6 separate regions of the Mus musculus genome follow, and regions 1, 2, 3, 4 and 6 are each linked to region 5. The links are chromatin contacts, called in public HiChIP or PLAC-seq and promoter capture Hi-C maps. All regions are on one chromosome and are shown on one strand. Each heading gives the region's core, a stretch centred on a gene start, on an enhancer-like site or on the middle of the called end of the contact. The rest is flanking DNA. Distances are from core to core; before and after follow the strand shown.

What was found. Promoter capture Hi-C pulls out the DNA fragments that hold promoters and counts their contacts. HiChIP or PLAC-seq counts read pairs in DNA pulled down with a chosen protein or histone mark.
Region 1: a promoter capture Hi-C map of embryonic stem cells shows a contact between it and region 5, with 4 times the contacts expected there. The contact joins the promoter of Btbd8 here to the promoter of Hfm1 in region 5. A contact is called at or near these places in 13 of 39 promoter capture datasets (the 3T3-L1 cell line, the C10 cell line, cranial neural crest and 9 more), 2 of 484 Hi-C or Micro-C datasets (both in embryonic stem cells), 7 of 115 datasets of contacts at active chromatin or transcription factors (astrocytes, embryonic forebrain, embryonic stem cells and 2 more) and 2 of 9 other capture datasets (adipose tissue and macrophages).
Region 2: a promoter capture Hi-C map of embryonic stem cells shows a contact between it and region 5, with 4 times the contacts expected there. The contact joins the promoter of 4930428O21Rik here to the promoter of Hfm1 in region 5. A contact is called at or near these places in 5 of 39 promoter capture datasets (the 3T3-L1 cell line, embryonic stem cells, hippocampal neurons and 2 more).
Region 3: a promoter capture Hi-C map of embryonic stem cells shows a contact between it and region 5, with 2.3 times the contacts expected there. The contact joins the promoter of Glmn here to the promoter of Hfm1 in region 5. A contact is called at or near these places in 7 of 39 promoter capture datasets (cranial neural crest, embryonic stem cells, hippocampal neurons and 3 more) and 2 of 115 datasets of contacts at active chromatin or transcription factors (bone marrow-derived macrophages and large pre-B cells).
Region 4: an H3K27ac HiChIP or PLAC-seq map of embryonic stem cells shows a contact between it and region 5, with 3 times the contacts expected there. The contact joins the promoter of Gfi1 here to the promoter of Hfm1 in region 5. A contact is called at or near these places in 1 of 39 promoter capture datasets (embryonic stem cells), 3 of 115 datasets of contacts at active chromatin or transcription factors (double positive thymocytes, embryonic stem cells and large pre-B cells) and 1 of 9 other capture datasets (embryonic stem cells).
Region 6: an H3K27ac HiChIP or PLAC-seq map of embryonic stem cells shows a contact between it and region 5, with 5 times the contacts expected there. The contact joins the promoter of Evi5 here to the promoter of Hfm1 in region 5. A contact is called at or near these places in 2 of 39 promoter capture datasets (hippocampal neurons and pre-B cells) and 1 of 115 datasets of contacts at active chromatin or transcription factors (embryonic stem cells).

What each region holds. Positions count from the first base shown.
Region 1 is chr5:107,436,499-107,439,198 of GRCm38.p6, reverse strand. It overlaps Btbd8 (BTB (POZ) domain containing 8), which reads right to left and starts at 1,269. Exons shown (of 18, transcript NM_001378266.2): 1 at 1,054-1,269. The coding sequence starts at 1,202.
Region 2 is chr5:107,702,191-107,704,890 of GRCm38.p6, reverse strand. 4930428O21Rik (RIKEN cDNA 4930428O21 gene) reads left to right here and starts at 1,411. Exons shown (of 3, transcript NR_045871.1): 1 at 1,411-1,481; 2 at 2,318-2,642. RefSeq lists an enhancer at 501-2,700.
Region 3 is chr5:107,596,326-107,599,025 of GRCm38.p6, reverse strand. Glmn (glomulin, FKBP associated protein) reads left to right here and starts at 1,387. Exons shown (of 19, transcript NM_133248.2): 1 at 1,387-1,482; 2 at 2,164-2,238. The coding sequence starts at 2,200. It overlaps Rpap2 (RNA polymerase II associated protein 2), which reads right to left and starts at 1,330. Exons shown (of 13, transcript NM_144911.3): 1 at 1,166-1,330; 2 at 459-504. The coding sequence starts at 1,238.
Region 4 is chr5:107,723,044-107,725,743 of GRCm38.p6, reverse strand. Gfi1 (growth factor independent 1 transcription repressor) reads left to right here and starts at 1,401. Exons shown (of 6, transcript NM_010278.2): 1 at 1,401-2,020; 2 at 2,336-2,521. The coding sequence starts at 1,906. RefSeq lists a promoter at 1,382-1,770.
Region 5 is chr5:106,924,531-106,927,230 of GRCm38.p6, reverse strand. Hfm1 (HFM1, ATP-dependent DNA helicase homolog) reads left to right here and starts at 1,341. Exons shown (of 40, transcript NM_177873.3): 1 at 1,341-1,462; 2 at 2,299-2,400.
Region 6 is chr5:107,867,688-107,870,387 of GRCm38.p6, reverse strand. Evi5 (ecotropic viral integration site 5) reads left to right here and starts at 1,340. Exons shown (of 20, transcript NM_001378824.1): 1 at 1,340-1,597.

The DNA of each region.
Region 1 (2,700 bases), core at 20-2,519, 510 kb before region 5:
GACCTCAGCTTTTTTTCCCGATAAACATATGAGCTCAACGTGAAGATCCCCAAATTTCCACAGTTGTTCACAGTAAGATTTGTAGAATAAAGCCAGGTGTGGTGGCAGATGCCTCTAATGACAGGCAGAGGCAGGCTGATCTGTGATCCTGGTCTAGAGAGTGAGTTCCTGAACAGTCTGGGCTACATTGAGAAAAAACAACCCAAAAAACAAAACAACGAAACCCAAATAAGCAAACGAAAGTATTGTGCAATAAGAGAGAAATGATCCAGAGGTTAGCAGCATTGCTCTTGCAGAGGGCCTGGGTTTGGTTCTCATCACCCACACTATTATAGAAAGAATACGCATTCCCAGTAAGAAATCACTCCCGCACTTATCACAGGTCTGCGTATGGCTAATTAATGCCTAAGGAAGAGCTGGCCTTGAGTAAATTTTTACTAACTTATATACACACCTTAGGAGATGCATTTTCATATATGCCGTCATCTTTAAATCGAGTTCCAGCCCCAGTCTGCACTTTGAACAATTTAAATAGAGACAGGAGTCTGCAAGTCTGACCACTTGGGTGGATGGGAGGTTTGCACAGCAGAGCTATTGCCAGAATTATTTTCAGTACAGCAGTATGTGTTTCCCCCACTAGTTGATGGCCGGGTTCATCTTGCCCACCTGTCAGAATTATGCCTTCCCTGCTAAGAGCATAGAGGAATTAATGGTAGCTGTGACCCTGAGCTGCCCCGTTAAAGGCACACGGTTCGGTCCTTCATGTCAAGAAAACACTCGTTTTCCTAATTGAATAATTTTTCTTCCAACTTTTTAAAGACATGGTATGTGTTTCAGGGTCTGGACGCAGCCCGAACTCAGCAACAGCCACTGCCGGTGTGTGAACCTTAGAAACACTGGTTGCAACGCATCGTGTAGGTCTAATTTTTGTCCTCCTTCTGAGTGCCTAGACACCGGTTCCTTGGGTCGGGCTGAGCCTCCTTGGGAGGGAGGCGCCCAGCGAGACTGCAGCGAGGCGGGGAGGGAGTGAGCAGCGCTGCTCCCGCCTCCTACCTGAGCACGTCGCGGCTGAGCTGCTCCGACACCGCCGCCTTCAGCCGGCGCCGCTCCCCGGGCCCCTTCCTGGGCAGCCCCTTCCTGCCATGCCCCGGGGAACTCAGAAGGGCCACCGGGGCCGCACCTCCCGCTCCACAGTGGGCCATGTCGGCCGCAGAACCCCGGTGCCAGGCCGCGCTGGACCGGTACGGGGGCGTTCCCGAGCCCAACAGCGCGCAGCCGAATCCGCCCCGGAAGGAAAATTCCCGCCCCCACCTAGTTTGCAGCCGGTCCCTAAATGCTGCGGACCAGGCACCGCGCGCCTAGGACTCAAAGCCCGTAGCCACGTGACCGGGCGCTGCTGCGCAGGCGCACTCGCTCTGTTTACATTGGCCTGTTTGCGCCCTCCTAACTGACCTGAAGGGAAGGTCCCCAGAGCTGTAATCTGTTCTTTCTTCTTACTGGTTGGTGTTAAGTCAACCGTTTAATGAGTGTTATGGAGAAGTGACTTGAAATCAATGTGAGAAGAATTTGTATGTGTTCTTTCTGGGGTGTCTGCATCCTCTGCCCTCTTTATGAAAGATGGGGGTTGGGGGTAAGGTGGGGGATGGGATCACAAGAGTTTTCCAGTAGTGAGTATTAATGTCCTGAGCAAGGAGGTAGATAGGCATAGTTGGTATAGCACAAGTTATATTTTAGTATGCCGAGGGTCATCACATAAGGTTCATGCCCTAAATTCCTATGGTCCCAAGGCCATCTCCCTAAGGCTGCTTAACTGGGTGATGTATCTTAGCTGAAGGTTATATAAGGGTCCATGATTCGCCAAGGAATGATACCTAGGACTCAAATAGTATGTAAACACAAAGAGTGTTTTATTCTACAGAAGTCCAGCATGCTGGGGTCTCCCATTACCAAGACAGAGACAATCAAGTGAGCTCGCAGGCCTGATTTAAGCACATTAGGGGATTCTGGGATAGATAACCTTCATCTTGCTCCATCTCTAAGAATATTCCGTTACCAGGGTGTGGGGGATGGAAACTGTTGTTGACCCTTTGCCCTTGCTTCAGGCCAGGTGGCAGGACAGCTTCTGATGGCAGGGCAGTTTCTGACCAGCTGCCTAAAGCCAGGGTTTTTTTCTAGTAACTGACTTGCCTGGGCTTGCCTGGATTTGCCCAGTTCTTAGGCCTAGTCTCCTGGACTGCCAATTTGAAGCCTGTCATGGAGTCAGCCTGTATCAGACGACTCTAACAGTCTTTGATTAAGGGTCAGGATCCTGGGAGAGACTCTCCAGCCACAGGGCAGACTCTTAATCTCTGTTTACATTCTATCTACTGGCGTCAACGGGATTCTAGGGCTGTGTCTAATTATCTAAGTGGTGCCACTAGGTTTTGGTTATCAGGTGCAGCCTTGAGTTCAGTGGAATTCCTGGCTAAGCTATTTTTACAAATCTAAAATGCATGTTTTTTTGTTTTGTTTTGTTTTGTTTTGTTTTACTGTGCTCATTACACCTACTTAGCTTTGAGGAATAAATGATTTGGATTAAGAAAATGTGAAGGGCCAGGCGTGGTGGCACACGCCTTTGATCCCAGCACTTGGGAGGCAGAGGCAGGCAGATTTCTGAGTTCGAGGCCAGCCTGGTCTAAAAAGTGAGTTCCAGGACAGCCG
Region 2 (2,700 bases), core at 162-2,661, 780 kb before region 5:
ACTATTTCCCAGAATCCCTCACCCTCTCTGCCGGAACTCCCACCTCCTATTTCCTGCCTCAGCTCATTGGCCATAGGCTTTTTTTTAATTGACAGGTGATGCTCTCATACATTACGTAGAGATTCTCTCTTCACCTTTATTTTCCTGATGATTTTCTTTTATTTACTTTTTTATAACTCAAGATCATGTCTGTCTTGTTTATTACTACATCTCCAGGGTCTTTATCAGTGCAGGTCAGAAAGTAAATACTTCATGAATAAATATTACCGGGGATGGCATGTAACTCTGGTACCATGTGTATGTAGCATGTATAAGGCCCTGGGTTTAGTCTCCACTACCTCTAAAATTTACCTTAAAAGTTCACCTTAAAAGTTCAGAGCAGTTGGAATTCTGGGCATGGGTATGTTAGGAATACATGCATACATTTCTCTACTTATTAATGGTTTTCTTTTGTGTGTAGTGTGTATACATATGCTATACATGTGCACAGATGTTTGTGTGTAGGCGCCTGTGCATGTAGACATCAGAGGTCTGTGTGGACATCTTCTGTTGTTGTCCACTGAACTTCCTGAGACAAGATCTTTCACAGTAAATCAGGAGCTCATTGGTGGCTAGGCTGGCTGTAAGCCTCCATCTCTCCCCCTACACTGGCAGATGCTAACATACCCACTGCACTTTGGAGATGTCTTCTCAGCTCCACTAATGTTTTTAATCTAATCTAAGCCTACACAGCAGACAGAGGGAAGTTTAGAAGAATGAAGAGGCCAAGAGCAGCCATACTTCATGGGCTAGCCTGGGCTTAGGGTCTCAGAAAGGTTAGAAAGGTTAAAACTAAGAGTTTGGCTGCAGTTCCCTCACATCCCAGTGTCTGTGCTGTGAGTTTGAGTCCTGTGTGTATCACATTGCCAGGGCAGGAATGGGCCAGATTGCACTGGAAGGAACAGCAGTTTACTGCAGAATCAAGCAGGAAGAGTGTGGCTGGCTTGTTCTGGTCTCATGATGTGCAGGAATTAACATTTTGTTGTTGTCCTTTGTTTTGATTTGGGTCTTACGTATCCCAGGCTGTCCTCTTTCTCTCACCCCAAGTCCCAGGATTACTGGGTGTGAAGTTCAAGGTTGTATCCTCTGTTACATGAGTTTGAGGCCAGCCTGGACTACTGTTGTGTTCCCGTACCTGCCACTAACTTTATATTATCAAATAAAAAGGAGTCGGATGGCCCAAAGCTCACTGTCCCTGAAACAAAAGGTGTGATAGATCTTTCCTTAGCTGATGTTTTCAGTTTCACTATGACGTTGTCTCTTCGAAACATCTGGTTTCCTCTACTCACCAATCCTACTCTAAAGATTAAACACAACTCAGAAGCTGAATCTGCAGTGAAAAAGAAAAAAAGAGAGATTACCACATCATACACAGCAAGAGCTTCACTGCTGCAAACCAAGTATGGCTCCCACTGTCACCCAGCACTTGGGAGGCTGAGGAGGTAGAGTTTTAGGAAACCTTGGGGAAATGAAAGGCTGGAAGGCTGAGTGCTGAGTAGGCAGGCAGTGGATGGGTCACCATCATTATGCTTGCTACTGGTATCTTTTTAAATTTGAGACAGGCTTTCGTGTAGTCCAGGCTGGCCTCAAACTCATGTAACAGAGGATACAACCTTGAACTTCACACCCAGTTTATATCGCCTCACTTTAGTAACTACTATCACGTAGTAAAAATTTATACCAAGTGACACAGCAGGGATTTGAGTCCTAACTCAAATTACTGGTCTCATTCTTTAAGGTGAGTGAGCACTGATATTCTCAGTTACATTGCGATAGATTTTAACACTGATCAACTTAGGAATAAATGTCACACATTTCAATAAATCTATTCTAGTATATTCTTCCTGTCAAACAGTTCAGAGGGATATTTCAGAAATCAGCTGCTCACTGCTGATGGAATCCCAGAACCATCTGTTTATCACCTAAATTATTCTTACCTGTGTGATGGAGGTAAGGTGCACAGGATTCTCTGTGTCCTTAAAGAAATACAACTGCCTCCAACACCTGGTCCAGCAGTGTGCTGCTGTCCAGAGACAAAAACTCTACTCTCTTTATTCACTGACTTTTCTCTCTGTGTTTGTATGTGTGTGTTTGCATGTGTATGGTTGATGATTTTTTCTCTGTGTTTGTACATGTAATATGTATGTGTGTGTTTGCATGTATGTGGTTGATATGCGTCTGTATGTGCATACATGTGAAGGCTAGAGGTTGATTTCATGTGTCTTTCTTAATCACTCTGACCTTATATAGTGAAACAGGGTCTCTCACTTGAACCTAGAGCCCACGGATTTGGCAAGTCTGGATAGCCAGCTTGTCCCTGGGATCCTCTGCTCCTCCCGCCTGAGATCTAGCACGGCAAGTGGACTGCCACATCTGCCTGTGGACCTCCACCACATCTGCCTGTGGACCACCACCACATCTGCCTGTGGACCACCACATCTGCCTGTGGACTACTACATCTTCCTATGGACCTCCACCACATCTGCCTGTGGACCACCACATCTGCCTGTGGACCACCACCACATCTGCCTGTGGACCACTACATCTGCCTATGGACCTCCACCACATCTGCCTGTGGACCACTACATCTGTCTGGATTTTATGTGAGTTCTGGGGATCCAAACTCTGGCTCTCGTACCTCAGCCCCTAATCCCTGATTCT
Region 3 (2,700 bases), core at 138-2,637, 670 kb before region 5:
ACCTGAAGAAATGGGAAAGATTGGTTAATTCAGGAACTATGTCCCCAGAACTTTCTACAGGTGTTCATGATAGTTTCCAACAGCCTAAGCCTCCACATTGGTTTTCCTACAGCTGAAGGACAGAGCAGTCTTACGTGAGAATCGACAGTGCTTCCTGAGTCTTCAGTATTTTCTCAAGAAAGGTATGCACTATGCTTTTAAACTATTTGGGCTGGAGTATAGCTCGGTAAATTAGACAAAGAGCTTCATTAGAATGTACAAAGTCTTTAAGTTCAATTCCCAGATTGCAAGATCAGAAAACAGAACATCAAAACAAAAAAACCAAAACCAAAAAGAAAAAAGAAAAAAAAAAAAAAAAAAAAGAAAAGAAAAAAAAAAAGAAAAGAAAAAAAAAACCAAATCAGATTGAATTAATGAGATAAAAGCAAAGTGAAATGCAGATGCCCACGTGGTTCTACCTTTTAGATGCATCTCCTCGTTTCAGGGCTCGGGTCTGTTTAGTACCTACAATTGAAGAGAGAAAAGTCAAGTGCCAATGCATTTGATGTAGCAGAGTAGTCCCCAAATATCACACTGTAGGCACCATTTCCTTTTCTCTCACACATCTCATTTCCAACTTCGATGTGTACAAAAAAAGAAAAACAACCCCCCCCCCAGAAAAACAAAAACAAAAGGGGGGGCTAAACAGGAAGCAAATTCAATTGTTTCTGTAAATTAATTACATTTTACATTTTCATGACGGCAGTCTCTTCGAGGACTCTTTCTCATCGGATGCGCTTTAATCAAGTGCTTTTAAAACACTCTCTAAACTGGGTTCCTTTAGAATAAACATTGCTCAGTCTCCCAAATGTTTGTTCCCTTGCCTAAAGAGAGGAGTCTGAGACCTCAGAGACCAGATATCAAAGCAATCCAAGGTTCAAGGCAACTGACCACCACCTGCCTTGGCCACTTGTTCCCACGTACGGGTAGATCCTAAAACCCCTGTGTAAGAGTGTGGGATTCCTCCCCCGAAGGCACTAGGACAGCCTGCGTTGGGAAGCTCTGGGCCTCATCCACCCGGAGTTCTCGCTCTCCCCGGCGCAGCCTCAGAAAGAGGCCCGCGCGTGCGTGGTACTCAAACCAAGGTCTCAGGGTCCCAGCCTGGGACGGTGGCTCTTGTTCGTACCGGTAGCATCTCGGTGGGTGCTGGAAGCCCGGGTACTTGGGCCTAGAGAGCAAGGTACGGCAGAGTCAGCCATGGGGAAATGCGGTCAGAAGAGGGGGTCGGGACAGCACATCTACCTCCTCACGCTTCGCCCGGAACCGGGCTGGGGGCGGGCCCAGGGAGGGCGGGGCGAGCGGCGGAGGGGGCGGGCCCAGGGCGGGGCGGGGCGAGCGGCGGAGGGGGAGGGTCCGGTCCGGGGGCGGGGCCAGGAGTGCGGCCTGCGCTACCTGAAGTGGAGAAGGAGGAGGAGGGCAAGAGGCAGGCGCGTGGATCGGCGGGTAGGTAGACATGCTGGGTCGGGCGGATCGGGCTCGCCGAACAGGACCTGCGCCGCACGCGGCTCTCCTGCTCGGCCTCTGGAGGTGCTGGAGCCTGGACACCCTGCCCTGCAGGAGCAGGGAGAAATGGCCTCCCTTCGCCTCAGCCAGGCGCGGTAGGGTGTGATTTTCCTGTTCGCGCCTGCGGGGCAAGGACCTTCGCTGCTGGCCTCCTTTTCGTGATACTCGGTGATCTCACTGACGATTGTTTATGTGAGGAGGGAGATCCTGTGGAGAATGGGGTGGGCGGCATCGGAATCTTCAACTTCTTTGGGTGACTTAATTATGTTGGATTCCAGTTTTTGTCAATGGGACATTTAAAAAAATTACTTAATGATTAGATTTTTCATTCCAGGTCCACAATTTGGATTTTTGTTTTCCTTTTAAACAAAGGCTTTTCTAGTAGTTCTTTCTAGGGCTCTTTTTATTTTTTTACTCGTCATTCTTTAAAAATTACTTTCTTTAGGCATTATATCAGGGGCTTTTAAAAATGCTTCATTAGGCTAACACAGTAACGTTCAGTAATAGCAGTTAACCTATAAAACTTTACATTGTGTTTGTTGTCTAATAATTCAGAATGAAACGGTTTATGAAACATAATTTACATGGTATCACACAATTAACTGGGTTTTTTTGTATTAGTTCATTACAGCATCAAAATTAGGAAAATAATTAGGAATGGCTGTGGAGGAACTTCAGAGCATAATAAAAAGATGTGTAAGTACTTCTCCGAAAACACCTTTAAATATATGGGAAGGGCATAGAGTATCTTTACTTTGTGGTCACTCATGTTATTTATCTTAACTAAATTCTGCTTCTTCTTTTTTGACTTGTAAATATCAAAAAATCAGGAAAGTAGATTAGATGATAATGATGATGGTGGTGGTGACTTTCAATCCTAGTACTTTTGGGAGGCAAAGGCAGAGGGGTCTCTGATTTTGAGGCTGGCCTGGTTTACATGGTAAATTTCCAGGACAGCTTGGGCTATGGAGAGAGAGAGAGAGACCCTCGCTCACAAGGGGCATAAGGGGCTAGAGAGATGGTTCAGTGGTTAAGAGCACTTGTTCTTGCGGAGGACCTGGGTTCATTTCTCAAAACCCAGGCCCTGTTCTGGCCCACAATGGGCATCAGGCACATGCATATGTATGAAGGTAAACGTTAGTAAATTGTATTTAAAAG
Region 4 (2,700 bases), core at 152-2,651, 800 kb before region 5:
GGGATCCACGCAGGAAGAAAACATCTGGTGGGCATGTGGCGGCAGCGGGCTTCTGGAGGCCTCCTTCTGAGCGCCTTGCCTTCAGCTCCCGAATTTCCAGCCTCAGATGACCAGGGGAAGCCTGGCGGGCCGCTGTGCCAGGAGCGTGCCGCCCCGCCCCCTGGACGCCAGCTGCAGCACGAGGTTGCCTTCCCACGCGCTGGGCCTCCTTGCCATCCCCTTACCCCTCCTACCCGGAACCCAGCAAAGCCCTCCGAAGCGTAGGTTTGTGGCCTGGGCGAGGACGCCACCTCTGTGTCTACCCTGTCCCGCGTGGTGCTGACGCGCAGACCCAGCGCGGGACCAGACAGCCCTGCTTCCCACGGGTCCCGTTCTTGGCTATCGCAGGACCGAACCTCATCGAGGCCTCCAGAACTCTTGCCCTGTTTTCTTGCTCTTCATGCTTGCTTTAAGAATTGTCCTCTGGTTGGAGCGTCTGGCTGTACAGACAGGGAGTGCGGGAAAATTAAAGCGCCGGAGCCTGGGTTCTGGGAGCCAAACCCGACCAAGGCGTGTGACTATACATTATGACTGGGAATCTGAAGCAGGAGTCCTTGGGCTCCTTTTAAGTGGGTACAACAGGGTGTGTTCTGTACGCGCTCCTGGGGGGGGGTGGCGAAGAGGCTCGGGTTCCTCAGTCTGAACTGCACGAAGCCCAAAGACCCGGGGCGTGCGCCGGCCTGTGCCCCAGTCTTTGAGCCCGCCGCCGCCGTTCAGCCTCTATTGCCTTGGACCTTGGAGGCAGGCGGATTCGTTTCACCCTAGGCCTCCCTAGGGTCGCCCCCGGAGCGGGCCAGGAGCTGGGACGCAGTCTCAGCCCCGCCTCCTGCAGGGCTCAGGTTTCGACCCGAGATTAGGTGAACTGATTGGGGGTTAAAGAGAGCGACGCCAGCTCTCGGTCATGCTCAGGGACCCTGGCCTCCTGGCCAGGCCTTCTGGCCACTGCTCACTCGTGCGCGCTCCGGTTTCATCTTGCTGGCCCGCGAAGTCGTTGGCACTCATTAAATTTGGGCACCGCGTGTTTGCCAGTAAGCACGCAGTTTAAACTCAACTTCCCTAGGACAAGATTTTTGGTGAGCAGATCAGAAAATAATTCTTTCTGGGACTTAGTTTCTGAAGCAAGGCCTACAGGTCTGGAATGTTTCTCAGTGGTCGCCGTCCTGGCCGGTGCCACACCACTATTCCAGTGGGCGTTTCTCCTGGGACAAGTGTTGGTCCTTTGCCACTCCCACCTCACTTTCCTGTGCCTCTGGCTTCCTGACTTCTGCTCCAGCCACTGCAGCACATAGTCCCTAGGCAAACCAGTCCCTAGTACGCCCCTCTTTCGCTTCTGTTCGTCGCGGGGCTCCTGGAGGTTTTGGCTCCAAGCCCCTTCCGGGTCCCAAACACTGATGCCCCCTGACTGGCTAAACTAAGCCACGCATCCCTGGCGTGAGCCACAACCCAGAAGGGAGCAGGTGGGCTTGCAGGGTTGACTTGGGATAACGGACCAGTTGTGGACTACTGCTCTCAGGAGAGTGATGATCTAGCTTTGGTAGGGAAGGGGAGGGGCTGAGGCGTGGGCAGGGCAGAGCAAAGGGACCAGAGCCAGAGCCTGGGGACAGGTTTTACCACTGAGCTGTTGCAGTGGCGGCGGAGGCCGGGATTCGTGCCACCTGTCCGAGTGCCACCTGGTGAGCGTGGCGCCTGGGTCCAGGCCCCTCCTCCCGCGGCTTCCCTCTCTCCTCCCTGGCCCACACTCTTCCTTGGCCTGGGAACCTACCACAACCGCCATCGGTGCTGACCCTCGTTTCCACCCAATTTTCCCCCTTCTCTCAGAACTCAGAGTATCCGAGGGTCCAAACATTCGTCCAGCGGCTGACCACCATGCCGCGCTCATTCCTGGTCAAGAGCAAGAAGGCGCACAGCTATCACCAGCCGCGTTCTCCGGGGCCGGACTACTCCCTGCGCCTGGAGACCGTGCCTGCGCCGGGCAGAGCAGGTGCGAAGCGCGCAGAGGCCGGGTAGGGCAGCTGCCGAGGACACCGACTCTGCTCCAAGCCACCTCGTTTCCTAGGAATCGGGGGAGGCTATCCTAACGCCCCTCGGGTGCTTTTTTGTTTTTGTTTTTGTTTCCCGGTGCTCAGATTTGCTGAGCTTGCCAGAGATGCCCCTGGCGCTCGCAGTCGGCTCTTGAATTCGGGAGGGAGGGCTCCCGGTTGGGTCAGAGTGGACAGAGGAGGACACGGGCGCCACGGTGGAACCACTTCAGTTCGGCCAGGTTTAGGTTTATTTCTCTCCTGAATCTTTTCCGCAGAGGGCGGCGCTGTGAGTGCAGGCGAGTCGAAAATGGAGCCCCGAGAGCGTTTGTCCCCCGACTCTCAGCTTACCGAGGCTCCCGACAGGGCCTCCGCGTCCCCCAACAGCTGCGAAGGCAGCGTTTGTGACCCCTGCTCCGAGTTCGAGGACTTTTGGAGGCCCCCTTCTCCCTCCGTGTCTCCAGGTAAGCCTTGATTCGAGGTCTTGTGGCAGAGTTCTGGAGTCGCAGCACGGAGGGAAGCCCGCACAAGGGATGCAGAGGGTCGGCCTAGGGATCTGGCTCCTAAGGGAACAGGGTTCAGGGGAGGCATCCAGCTTTTGTGCTGGACACCTTGCCCAAAGTGTCCTCTGCCTCCTTCTAAG
Region 5 (2,700 bases), core at 92-2,591:
TATTTCAGAACCTAGAAATTAGGATGTAAAATTTGCCAGAAGGGAGCTGTTTATAAGTGAGACCTAAACATTAGTTTTGTGGTTTGAAGGGGTTATTCAGCTCTGCCTCTGCTCTGAGTACAGAGGTGAGCACGTGTAGGAGCGAGACTTCCCAGCAGCAGAGCTTAGTTCTCTCAGAGGCCAAGAAGCCAGGACCTGTGGTGTGCCCAGCAAGCTCTGTGGAAGGGAAAATTCAGAGCCTATCGTGGCTTGGGTGCTCACTTGTGGGAAATAAAACATTAACAAGCCTCAGAATTGCTCAGAGGCTGCTGTGTTTTATGCGATCTGCGCAGATGACTTGTATGGTGGGCAAAGCTGCCACTTGCGCGTTAAGTCAATAGAAAAAAAAAAGCACTTTGTATGTGTTTTTTTAAATATATACACGCTAATTAACAATAGATGCTTCAAATACAGCAGAGATCTGCTTGAAGTTTTTAAACATACACTTTTTCTAATCGTACTGTTAAACAACGAAACACAATGTCAATGTCTGCTTAAGGGAAATAGAGTGTAGAAAGAAGAGCTGGGGGCCAGGCATAGGCACGCTCTGGAAATAAATAATTGATATTTGGTATCAAATATTTACATCAGATGTATTTCCTGACCTCTCTGGATAGAATGTTTAAACTCAGTCTTGTAGCTCAACAGTGACCTAATGGGTGCCATTTTAAATTAGACACTTAGGTAGGAAGAAAATGGAGGTTCCAGGGCTGCGGCCTAGCTAATGCCTGGCAGTAGAGGACCCCCAAGGTAAGATATTTATTTAATGATTAGCGGTGCGCCCATCAAAACCAACCACACATCTCTGAAGGAAACAGTTGGGCTGGGAAGGGGACTGGGGGTTGCCGATCCATTCTTAGGCGTTTGACTAAGCCGGGCTTGGGGGGCGTTCGAAGGGTCGGTAAATCGGCGCTCGACTCAGCCCCCCTCCCCCCGGCAGGTGGCTGTGGCCTGGGCGGGACGCGCGCGCCTCGCGTGGGCGCGTGGGGGGCTCGGTGAGCGAGCAGTGGCGGGGCCGGGGAGAGGAGGGAGGTAGGGTGGGTGGGTAGGGAAGCGCGTGCGGGGAGGGAGGAGGTGGGGAAGGAGGCGCGTGACGGGGAGGGAAGTGCGAGGGATGGGGAGGGGATGCGTGGGGTATGGACCACCGGGCCGGGCAGCCGGGCGCCCTCAGCGGGCGAGCGAGCGAGCGAGCGGGCGTCTCCCACACATTCCCGTCAGGGAGCGCGGCCTGAGGCCTGAGGCGCACCGTGCGGTGCGGGGGTCGGAGGTGCGGCGGGGAAGGCGCGCATGCGCGTCGCCTCAGCCTCCCGCCCGGAGCGCGCCGGGCCGGTCTGTTCTCTAGTCCGCTGTCCTCCCCTCGCGCTCAGTTGTGGTGCGTGGTCGCTGGGCCTGGGTCTCTGCACCGGCGGATGATTTCTGACGGGTTGGTTGTTATGCGTGGACGTCTGCGCTTCTGACATAAGTACTAGTTTGTTTGAGACAGGTCCCCACTCTGTAGCCTAGGCTATCCCTGCCTAGCTTCATCTTCCACCTCCCAACTGTTGGGGTTGCTGTTGGGAGCCACTCGCCTTTAAGTATGTTTTCAGTTGCAAAAATTATAAGGAAACCGCTGTCCAGTACTTTTATACAACAAGTAAAAGATCATAGAGAATAAGATACTAAGGTTGTCAGAAATACAGAAAGGTGTGTGTTACTTCTACAAGCCACAAGCCATACAAAACAGGTCGCAGTGTGGACTCTAAAAATACTTGGGGCGATATCACTTACAGAATTTTGCACTATATTTCTGTATTACACGGTGAGACCTGTTTTGTGTGTGTGTGTGTGTGTGTGTGTGTGTGTGTGTGTGTGTGTGTGTATGTAGCCCAAGCTGACCTTGGCTGAGACTGGCCTTAAATTGATCCTCCTGCCTCCACCTTTCCAGGGCTGAACTATAAGCTTGTACCACTATGCGAGGCTCTGAAATAAGAACTTTGAGACAAATTTAGAATATCTAAACTTAAAACTTTAATTAAAAAGTTATCACCTTACATCAAAATGTAACGTTTATTTTAGGGATGGTTTTTTAAAAGTATTTATTTACATCATGAAAATTCCAAATTCACCATCTTTTAGAGTCCAGCTAGAAAAATAAAAAATTCAAACTTAACTGAGGGAAATCAGTTGACTAAAATTGCTTTATTTAGAATTATTTTATAAATTGATTGCTAGTGCACTCATTCCAAAATGAATTTTTATGGGTTATCTTCTCTATGCCAGGAACTGTTCCAGGTTATTGAAGCACATTAAGAAGAAGAAACAAACATCCCTTTTTTGCTTTCTAGGGAGAAAGATAAACTAAACACACAGTAACAATTACAGGTGAGTGTTTTTTAAAAAGCTAAGAATACAAGATGGAGAGATGCACAATTTTGGATAAAGAGTTTTCCCCCCATTGGAGTACATCAGAATTAAAATATATATGTGATGTTTTTATTCTGAACTAAAGTTATACCGACTATTATACTAAAACCAGAAAAATGTTCTTGCTACTGTGTGCATGGGAGGTCTTTTTGTACAGGGTAACATTTAAAATTAGTTTTAATTTGTTTCACTTTCTTTTAGAATGAAAAATTAGATCAGACATGTTAGTATTAAAATCATTTACATTCTGAGGTAGCA
Region 6 (2,700 bases), core at 91-2,590, 940 kb before region 5:
GGATACTGAACAGCAACAAGGTCACATGGTACAGTATTTGAACAAAAATTCTTCTTGTGGTTTGAGATTTGGAGAAGGGTAGGAGGGGATGTGGATAAAATAGGCTAGGTCAGTGTCCTTACACTATCTGCAGGTCAGGGTAATTTTAACTAAGGTGGTTGCTGATGAAGGAGATGAGAGAGATTCAAGGAAACTTTAGCAGATAAAAGCAAAGAATTTGCAGATAAATTGGAAAGGTACATTATACTTTTTTTTCTTTTGCTATGGGGTAGATACATTAAATTATGATGAAGTTTTTTGTTTGTTTTTTGAGTCAGGGTGGTGTTGCCTTGGCTCTCCTGAAACTCTGTAGACCAGGTTGGCCCTGAACTCTGAGATCTGCTTGCTTCTGTCACTCAAGTGCAGGGATCAAAGGCATGCGCCAAGACTGCCTGGTACAATGAAGTTGTTACATTGCCATTAATAACCCGACCTAAGTTATGCAAAAAAAAAAAAAATTGCCTCAGACTATTTTGAAAATTTCAAAGCTGGGTGGAGGACATGGTTTTACTTCCCATTTCTTATCCTAATCTTGTTGAAAAATAGTCTTTTCTAGAAGTGCTTGTGATAGTGGAACTTTTTCTGGACAGGTCTTACAAATCTAAATGTAAAAGCCAGTGGTATCATATTAGTAAACAATTTTAGAGCTTTTCTGACTGCTTGATGGTAATTACTATCCTTTTGGTCACTTTCAAGTATATAACAAAAATGATTTATATTGCCTTTATTATTTTTTTTTTTTGTTGCCTGCAATTCCTTTGACAGGACCCAAATGAATAGGCTGTTTTTGTCCCAAACTAAGTAATTTCCTTCTAAGAATTTCTTGGTTGGTGTTGGATAATTGCCCACCCTCTGCCGGACTCCGAAAAAACCCACGGTTTATTCTAGAGGATTAGTGGAAGACCTGTTTTACCACCGCGAGTGCCATTTGATTAATATTATGTTTTTGGGAGTGAGACTCCGGGCAGCCCTCGCAAAGCTGCGCGTCGCTGTGCGCGCCCCAGGCCTGCGCGGATGCTCGCCCGGGGGGCTCCGAGGGGGCGTGTCTTGTGCTTCCCTGACTGGCCAGGGGCGGCTCGAGAGACTGGGAAGTCAGCAGTTTGCATGGCCGAGGGCTGGGCGCTTGGGAAGAGGGGCGGAGGACCGAGAGGGATCTCCCCGCCTCCGTTCCTCTCGGTCCAATCCCTTCGGCTTCTGCTTCGGCTTCGCCAGCGCGGCCGGGGCCCTAACCTGCTCGAACCCATTATGCCGTAGAGGCCGGCCGGGGCTCTTTAAGGCCCTCGCCGCGCCTGCGCCCTGGGCTTTCGTGAAGCGGCCCGACCAGAGCCGGGCGGAGCTGGCGGGCGTGGGGCTGCGCGGGGTTCTCCCGAGTCGTCGGCGGTACGGTGGAGGGTCGCGGGCAGCTCCGGGTTCCTGAGCAGGAGGCGTGCGCCGGGTCACGCGGGGAACGCGGCCGCGGAGGCCGAGCCGGGCCGAGGCGCTTGGAGGCGGCGGCGGCACGGCCGCCGGCTGCATGGGAAGTTCATGTTGACGGCGGAGTCCACCCCAGGTTTCCAAGGTGAGGGGCGCCGCGCCAGGCCGGGCTGCGGCGAGGGAGGGCGCGGGCGCCGCCGAGGGCCGCGCCGCCCACCCGGGCCGCCGCCGAGTTTGCGGCGCGAGCCCGCCGGGGCCTGCGTTCCCCGCTCTCGCCTGGCCCGGGCGGCCTCGGGGCCCGTCCTCGAGGACACGGCGGTCCGCCGCGCCCTGCTCGGAAAGTTGGCGTCTCCATTCGGCCTGCGGCGGCTGCCGGCAGGTGATGGGCGAGCCAGGTGTGCAGAGCGACGGCGCACGGAGCTCCTGTGCACCCGGTTGCCCATCGCCTAACGGGGCTAGCCTGAGATTAACCGCGGGTTTCCGGTGGGTTGGCTTGCGGTGGTGGCGCCTGCGCTGGTGACTCCGACCTTAGGTCTTTTCACCAAAGAGCGAAGCAAAAGTTCTGGACCGGTTCCCTCGCAGTCCCGTTTCTGCTGGAGGGGATTTTGAAGAGCAACAAGCGGTTTTCTTTGGAGAATAATAAACCTTTCTCCGCCGAGAGAATGAATTCCAGAGCTTCCTGAAGTTAGAGAAACATGGTCTGTTGGTAGTTTTTAATCTTTGCGCGGTGTTTTTTTTTTTTTTTTTTTTTTTGGTGTGTGTGTTTTAAATTTTATTAGTAATAATTTCTCAGTGTTCCAGAACTTTGCTTCCTGTAAGATAGAAAATGCTCACCTTCTATGAGAAGTTTGTGTCAAGGAAATCTTAGAAAATTTATTCAAGCCTATCTGGAGTAGAAAGATCACAATTTTAAGTTTTCAGGTAATGATTTTTAAGTGAACCAACACAAACCAACAAATTACTAGGTTGGGATATATACCTCGGAGGAGTGGAATTGCTGTTTTTTTTTTGTTTGGTTTTCTTTCTGGGTCAGAGTTTTGCTATGTAGCCCAGGCTGTCCCCGTACTCCTGCCGTCGACCTCCTTGCAGTATATTGCCACTATTTCTGGTTGATTATTTTTTAAAAATTTCTGGCATTAGGTTCTGTTGGGCCTTCTCAAGACGGTTGAGAACTCTAGTTATTCCATACTTACGATGCTTACCATCTTCAAAAAATGCTGCGATTTGGATGGTGGTACTTTATCAGTG